Linked DNA regions of Tursiops truncatus: region 2 is linked to region 1. Evidence: chromatin contacts called from public Hi-C data. All regions are on one chromosome and are shown on one strand. The core of a region is the stretch at or near the end of the contact, and the rest is flanking DNA. Distances in the headings are between cores, read along the strand shown.

Region 1 (3,899 bases), core at 543-3,042:
TGAAATTCCCCACAACTACGAAGGAAATAGCCTCTATTGTTAAACCTGCACAAAATGCTAAGATGTAAGATTTCTATACATCCCATTTCTGTTTGCTTAACTGCTGGCGCGGGGGGGGGGGGGCAGTAATTAATGACGTTTTACTCACTGACCATGGGGAAACATCTCTGGCCAATTTTGTTGTATAATTTTGCTTATATTGTAAGCAAATGGCCAACTTGAAATTCACCTTATCCCTCGCTTCAACCTCCAGCACAGACGCTAAAAAGTAATAAAACAGCCAAAAGATACATGAGAAAGCAAGCAGCCTGAAAAGACCCAGACTAGTTCTCGGTGCCCAAAGAACTGAGCATGTGCTGGTCCTTAAGAAGCCTGACAAGAGGCTACCTTTACTGGGTGTCTTCAGCCACTACAGTGGATTTAAGCCCACTGTGGAAACCCACTAGTTTGAAACCAAAGGGCGCAGGACCAGGGAATGCAGGAAACACTTCGGGCTGGTCGTCCGCTGATATTCCCCTCGCCCTCCTTTCCCCGAGGAGGTTGAATCGCCTCTCGAAGGTGGCCACACACGCAAGGCTCTGGGGGGAGGGGTGGGGGCGGCAGCAGGGGAACGCATTCACTCCGTCACGCAGGTCCTGCACACAGGTGGGGACCGGGAGGCTCCGAGGCCTGCCGCCTCCCTCTGCCACCGCCAGGCAGGGGCCCCGACGCGCCTCCGCGGGCCTCGGCTCTCCGCGGGGACCCCTCTCTGCCCCGAGGTCCCCCAGCGACGGGAAGCGAACTCGACTCGACCAGCCCACCCGGAAGCCCTCCCCCAGCTCACACCTGCCGGCGCGTGACGCCCGCAGTCGCGCTCGTCTGCCGGTCCCGGCCCGGCCATTCGGGGCGCCCCTTCCCCGCGAGCGGATGTCGCCCGCGTCCCTCCCAGCCCCGGGGTCAAACCCACCAGACGCCCGCCCCGCGGGGCGCGCGCCCAACGCCGCCACCCCCGCCGACCCCGCGCGCTCACGCCCCTCCGGCCCTCTCCCCGCCGCGCGCGCTCACTCGCGAGGACACGCACACGGTGCGCCTCAGCTTGACAGGCCGACCCCGCGCCGCGCGCTCCCGCGGGCGTCCTCGCCCACCCGGCCGGCCAGCTCTGACTGGGCGGTGAGCGGGGGAGGGGAAGGGCGGCGGTGGCCGTCGGTCCTCACTTACCACTGAGCCGTGCCGGCTCCGAGTGCGCGGCGTTCCGCTGTGAGGCGATGCGCCGCGATGCGCGCGGTCCCCGCTTCTCTGCAGGCTATGGAGGCGACGTAGTAGAGGGACTGAGGGGCTCGGGGGGGGTCACTCCCTCCCGCTTCACCTCCGAGAAACACGGGGACCCCAGAAACTAAAAACAAAATAAACAAACTTTCCCCTCCGCCTCCCTCCCCCAAAACCACAACACAAACACTCGGGGGCCCGCCCAGAGCCCCACTCCATTGGCCGCAGGGAGGATGCTGCCGGCCCTCACTGGCTGGCTTTTGTGCCCGTCAAGCTGCCGTTCCGCCCCTCCAATTTCTCCCAGCTGCCGTCGCCCCTCATTGGTCAAACGCGTTCCGTTTGACGAGCTACGATTGGCTGAGCTGTCTGCGCCAATCATTCGGGGACACACCCCCTCAGCATCCCAGAGACCTTTTCCTCGGTCGCGGACTCGGAGAGGCGAAGGGGAAACTAGAGCATGATGGCGGCCGAGCTCACTTGGCGCAACCATCGTCTTTTTCCTTTTATTAGCTCATTAGTGCCTCGCCCTCGCGCTGTTTCCCCTAAGCTCCTCTCTCCGTCCAGTACTGCCTAATAACGGAATCTATACGTCCCGGCTCCTTGATTTATCCCCGCCGAAGTGCTGAGTGTGGGCTCGTTGTGAATCATTGGACTGTCAGCGTGTCACTCCCTAGTCAAATCTTCAAACTATTGGTGGAACAGCAAGCAAGTCCGTCCAACAACAAGGGCTAATGCCATTGGTTTGTCTCCACTGAGTTCTTTCCTGGTACCTTATTGGGCAAATAGGCGCGTCGGTCAGATCTGGATTCGCTGTGCTGTGGTTAATTGTTTGCTAGGGAGTTTGAATGACTCCCATCATTTGGCCTGTGGTTGACGATAGTAACGATTACCATTTATTGCATGTCCGCTTTGTGCCAACCATGCAGAGTTCTTTACAAGGACTATCGGTTGAACCTGTGAGTTTTACGTTCTCTAAATTTTACAGTTAGGAAACTGAGGCTCCAGAGAGGTTAGGAAATTTGCCCAAGGTCACCTAGATAGGATGTAGTTGGTAGGCAAGCATTTGGTCCCAGGTCTGTCTGACTCCAGAGCTTTCGCTCTTTTCACTGTACTTTAGTGCCTTTCCCTTAGCCTAGAATCGTACCCAATCAGCTAACCCAACATCTTCAAAAGCTTTCAATCAGAACCTAAATTCCTCAGTTTCTGGAGGTGACATTGCTGGGGACTAAAGCTATGGAATAGGCTGTCATTGCCTCCACTGCATCCTCTTCTCCAGCACCCATTCCTCCCCACCCTGAATTAAACAGTCTTGGTGATTCCTGACCAGAAGCCTATCTACCTTTATGTTCATTTTCTAGGCTTTATAAATAAATGGACACTTCTACCAGCCTTCTGTTTCAAGCCTACTTTCCTGACCCACACCCATCCATCTCCAGCTCACTCTCTTTTGAGAGAGTCCTCAAGAGGCAGAAACAAGAAGAGAATCTAAAGAGAGAAAAAGAATAAATCGGTTTAGAAATAAATAATTTACTGTATGCAAACGGAACAGCCCTTCGGCTCCTGGATAGCTTCCAGAGTAGCCCCTGATGCTGCGCAAGACAAGTGCTCCTGGCTTGTGGCCATTGGATTCTTTGTGGCCGCTTTCAGCAAAGTGAATCCAACATTCCAGCCGGGGGAGGGCAGAATGCTTAGGACCCACTGCCAGAGAGCCGGCCCCAGGCTCTGGGACTGAAATGATCTCCAGGAGCACAGTGCTGGACTATAGCCTGCATTCCGTCTCGGGTAATTAACATTTTACCATCCCAAATCCCCACCCCCTGTAGCTTCAGTGGGATCACTGCCCTTGTTTCCTCTCCTGATCCAAGCTGTTGTGTAACTGCATTGGCACTGCTTTAATAATAAAACAACCACTGTAACACAGTAATAGTGCTCAACACTTATAGCCTTTCAGCAGAGGAAGATAAGTGTTTCACAAACATCAATTAAGATTAAATGGCAGGTATTCCTAGGGCAACTGCCAGCAGAAGGACAGAAGAAAATTCATGAGTCAAATTCTAAGAAAGGTCCTAAGAACCTGAATCCTTATAACTACATACCCCATACTAGCATTCCAATATGGGGATTCTGAACCAGAAAACAAAAAGAATGAGAAATGGTCAGTGTCCCAAAACTTCCTTATTTTCATAGTTGGTTGTTTGTAACTCTATTTTTAACCCTTAAACTAGTTTTTATAGTTTAATTGTTGGACATACCTGTCTCCCCAACTCAGTTTAAAGTTCCTTGAAAACAAATGATTTCTTTTTCATTTTTGTATGTCTCGAATTGCTCTGATTATATAAGGTTCCCCCAATAAATAATTATTCAGTAAATATTTATGGAGCTAGTTGGCACTTTCCTAAGGTACAGAGGCTGCACAGATGAATAAAACACGTCTGCCTTTAGGAACCTCGATTTAGTGGGGGTGACCAACAGGTAAACACAGTGCAGATGGCTTGGAGGGACATGGGACTCAATCTTGGAGAGACAAAGATGGCTACCCTGAAGGTGTGACATCTACAAGAACTAAAGGATGAATTGTGATTACCTAGGCAAGAGACTGGGGATGTGCGGTGACCTGCAATGCTCGCTCTCTAGGGCCAGGGAGCAGGATAGGA
Region 2 (3,899 bases), core at 590-3,089, 410 kb after region 1:
AAAGAGGTACGGTGGAGTTTGGTCCTTTGCCCTCCTGAGGGGCGGACTCACTCATCCCACCTGGACATCTCTGCCTTCATCTATCTGATTCGTGCATTTATGGAGCCCTTACTGTATGCCAGGCTCTGTTCCAGGCGCTGGTGAACAAAGAAAGATCCCTGCCTTTGTAGAGTTTACAGTGGAGAATGGGTGAGGAAACAGTCAATAAACAATAAATGAGTGGGACTTCCTTTGTGGGCAGTGGTTAAGACTCCATGCTCCTCGTTCAGGGGGCCCAGGTTTGATCCCTGCTCAGGGAACTAGATCCCACATGCATACCACAACTAAGAGTTCGCATGCCACAACTAAGGAGCCCTCCTGCCACAGCTAGGACTCGGTGCAACAACAACAACAAAAAAAATTAAAAACAATAAATGAAGATAATAAAAGAAATTAAAAAACAATCTGGCTATTTCAGAAGCAGGAGAGAGCCTGTCTGACAGCATCACTGAGCTCCAGGGGCCTCACAACCCTCAGGGCAAATCCGTGGAGCCTGATGCCAATGAAACCATGCAGCCCTCCTTGCTCCTCTGGGGCCACTCCTGTCCCAAGGGACATGCCCTCACTACAGGATCCTCCTGCCTGAGATACTCCCCTCCCACATGGCCGGCTCCTCTTCTCCTCCAGAGTCCTCCTGACTCCCACCCAGCGCCCCTGCAATGCTCTCCTGGGTGGGTGGCACTGGGGAGCAGTGCATAACTGCTCAGGCCAGGCTGTCTGTCTTGATTCCCAGCTCTGACACCACCTTGTGACCTGGACAGCTTCCTTGGCCTCTCTGTGCCCCTTTCCTCATTTGTAAAATGGGGGAAGCAGTTGTTCCTGCTCCAGAGGAGGGGAGGGCAGTGGTGGTATAAGTGAGTTAACAAATGTGAAACACTTAAGACAGCACCTTGACACAATGTCTGTTATTATTAACATCTGTTTAGGTTTTTCCCTCCTGGACTAGCTGACGGAGTTAGTGAGGTTCATTCACAAAGGACCAACTGAGTCACCTCCATGTCCTACACTCTACAGTGTCATGTATACAAAAGGATCTCAGAACATGTTTGTACGGTGAATTCAGTGGTTCCCCCTCATTCACCACTGATTTATTGAGTGCCTTCTGCATGCCAAGTACTGGGCTAGGAGCTGCAGATGGAGCAGTGAACAAGACAGGTTTCCTCCCCACAGCAAGAAGAGTACTAATTTCTAAGCCAGAAGTTCTCAAACTATTTTGTCTAAGAACTCTTTACTCTTAAAAAAATTCAGGATCCCAAAGAGCTTTTGTATGTGTAACTAACAAGAGTTACCATGTTAGAAACTAAAACAGAATTTTAAAAAATACTTATTAATTCATTTAAAACAACAATAACAAGCCCGCATATTAACATAAGTGACATATTTTAATGAAAACAAAACGAAATAGTGGGAAAACACTGATATTGTTTTGCATTTTTGCAAATGTCTCTAATGGAAGATAGCTGGATTCTCATGCCGAACTAGATCTGTGCGATATGTTGCTCTGGTTGAAGTATAATACTTCCAAAAATACATTCCCCTTTTTCGTAAAAATTGAGAATACTAACACTCCGCCCCGAGCCCGGCCTCGCCCACTACGGAGACGCCTGACGCGATAGGACTGACCCACCAGGCTGGGCTAGCGGTGGACGGCTTCCGGGAGAAGGCGGGGCCTGGCTCCCAAAGGGTCGGTGGGGTTGCGATTGGACGACAAATGCGTCCTTCGGCGCGTTGGCCCCGCCTCCAGATCCCGCCCAGTGATAAACCTAACGCCTGCGTCCTAAGGAAGGTGGGCACTTCCGCCCGCCCATTGCGGAACCTTTTGTTCTAGCTCGCGTTTCCACCGAAACGACAAGGGCGGCCAAGGCGGAAGTAGTTGAGGCGTGTGGGCGGAGCTAAGCGCCGCTATGTCGGTTTCCTTGCTGCGGCGAGGTTTGGAGCTTTTGGGGGTGCCTGAGGGTGAGGAGCTTCTTCCCAGAGACGTCTAGCCTGGGCGGGAAGGCGGCAGGGGCTGGAGGCAGGAGCCCCGAGGGTGCGAACGATCCAGACCGGGCTTAGCCTCGGTGAATGGGAACCCTGAGCGCCCTCCGAACCGAGTCGGTTCCTCTCTTCCCCTACAGCCCCCAGGGACGCGCCAGGCCAAACCAAGACGAGCGAGGCTCCGATGAAGCGGACGCGGAAGGCAAAGGCGGCCCAGGCCCAGAAACTGCGGAACTCGGCCAAGGGAAAGGTGCCCAAATCGGCGCTGGGTGAGCTCGGGAAGGGGCTGGACGCGCTGCTCCCGGGGTCGGGGGGCGGTGCCGGGGAGGAAGGGGCGCTAGAGTGAGGGCTTGAAATGTTACCCAGGAGTTTCTAGAATACTTGCTGTGCGACGGGCGTAGGGCGGGACCCTGGGAACACGGAGGTGAACGAATCACATTGTCCCGCCCTGCAAGGTCTACAGCCCTAGTAGGGAGAGAAGCATCGAAGAGTTTCAAAATCAGCGTATGGTTGCTGTGATAGGGTCTATGCATTAAGACTGTGGTGCTCTGAGAGGGACTTAGAATGAAAGGCCAAATCGGGCTTCTCTGAGGAAGCAACAGTTAAGCCCAGACCCGATGGAAGTATACGAGTGAACCGGGGGAAGAGTATTCTAGAGAGAATGGCATATGCGGAGTCAGAAAGAAGTTTATTGCCTTTGAAATCTTGAAAAAAAAGAAGCCTGGTCAAAGTGACATACAGGGAACGAGGGTCAGAGACGGAGCATTAAATAAAATTAATACTCCGTGTGCCAGGTGCTGTTCTAAGCCTCGTACAAATGTTTGCTCATGTAATTGCTCCCAGCAACCCTGTGAGGTCGGCACTGTCATTACCTCCATTTTACAGAAGCAGAAACAGGCCCCTGCCCAGATAGTACAGGTAGAAACCAGGCAGATTGTCTCCAGAGCCCTGATCCCACCTACTGCTTCAAGATGCTATGGCCTGGGCGGTGGTGATGGTGCGGAGATGAGAGAATTGTGCAGGTGGAAGATGCGGTGAGGAGGGGGCATTGATGGCTTCAGTGGTGAATTGGCTGTGAGGATGGAGGCAGAGGGAGTCAGCGAGTACGGAATGTCTTGGGGGATGTGGCGCCACTTAACGAGACCTACAGACTTGAGGAGCTGGAGTGGGCAGGAGTGCAGGGTGTTTTTGACCTGTGGCAGGACTTGGTGAGCTCCTAGTGTGTCTTTGAATCCCCAGGGCCTCGTGCATAAAAGGTGTTCAAGTTGTTTGTTAAAAGAACTATGAATTCCGAGGAAATACAGCATGAGCAAAAGTGTGGAGGCAGGAAAGTGAGCCTGGGTTGAGCCACAGTGGTGCTGGTGTGGAACAGGCACACAAGGGGCCCGAGGGAGGTCACTCCTCCATCCCAGCCCCCGCCCCACCACCCTGTCATGGCACATGACTGAGGACTGAGGGGACTCTCTCAACCCTCAGTGGCCAACCTAAAGAACACCTCTGTGGCTGCCACCTTGGTCTGAGCTACACACCATCTCTTGCCTGGATTGTTGCAGAAGCCTCCTAACTGGTCTCCCTTCCACTGCCCCCTCCCCCAGTAATCTTGTTCTCACCATAGCAGCCGAAGTGATCCCGTAAAATCCTGAGTCAGACCTGTCTCTCCTCTGCCCTGCACCCACCAGGGTGAGAGCCTGAGTCTGTCGGTGCCTGCTCAGGCCCCACATGATCTGCTCCTTCCAGCTTCGTCTCCTCGGCTTCTCCCCTCTCTGTCCAACCACTTTCTGTTCTTCAAGCACATTAATCACACTTCTGCTTCAGAGCCTTTGCACTGGCTGTTCCCTCTACCCAGAATGCTCTTCTCCCACAGTGTCACACTCTCTCCCTCC

What was found. A called contact is a pair of places that touch in the nucleus more often than the background predicts.
Region 2: a Hi-C map of spleen shows a contact between it and region 1, with 11 times the contacts expected there. The contact joins the promoter of RPS19BP1 here to the promoter of TNRC6B in region 1. A contact is called at or near these places in 2 of 2 Hi-C or Micro-C datasets (blood and spleen).

What each region holds. Positions count from the first base shown.
Region 1 is chr11:8,589,184-8,593,082 of mTurTru1.mat.Y, forward strand. It overlaps TNRC6B (trinucleotide repeat containing adaptor 6B), which reads right to left and starts at 1,793. Exons shown (of 27, transcript XM_073788147.1): 1 at 1,198-1,793.
Region 2 is chr11:8,998,804-9,002,702 of mTurTru1.mat.Y, forward strand. It overlaps RPS19BP1 (ribosomal protein S19 binding protein 1), which reads left to right and starts at 1,840. Exons shown (of 4, transcript XM_004324093.4): 1 at 1,840-1,995; 2 at 2,157-2,285. The coding sequence starts at 1,944.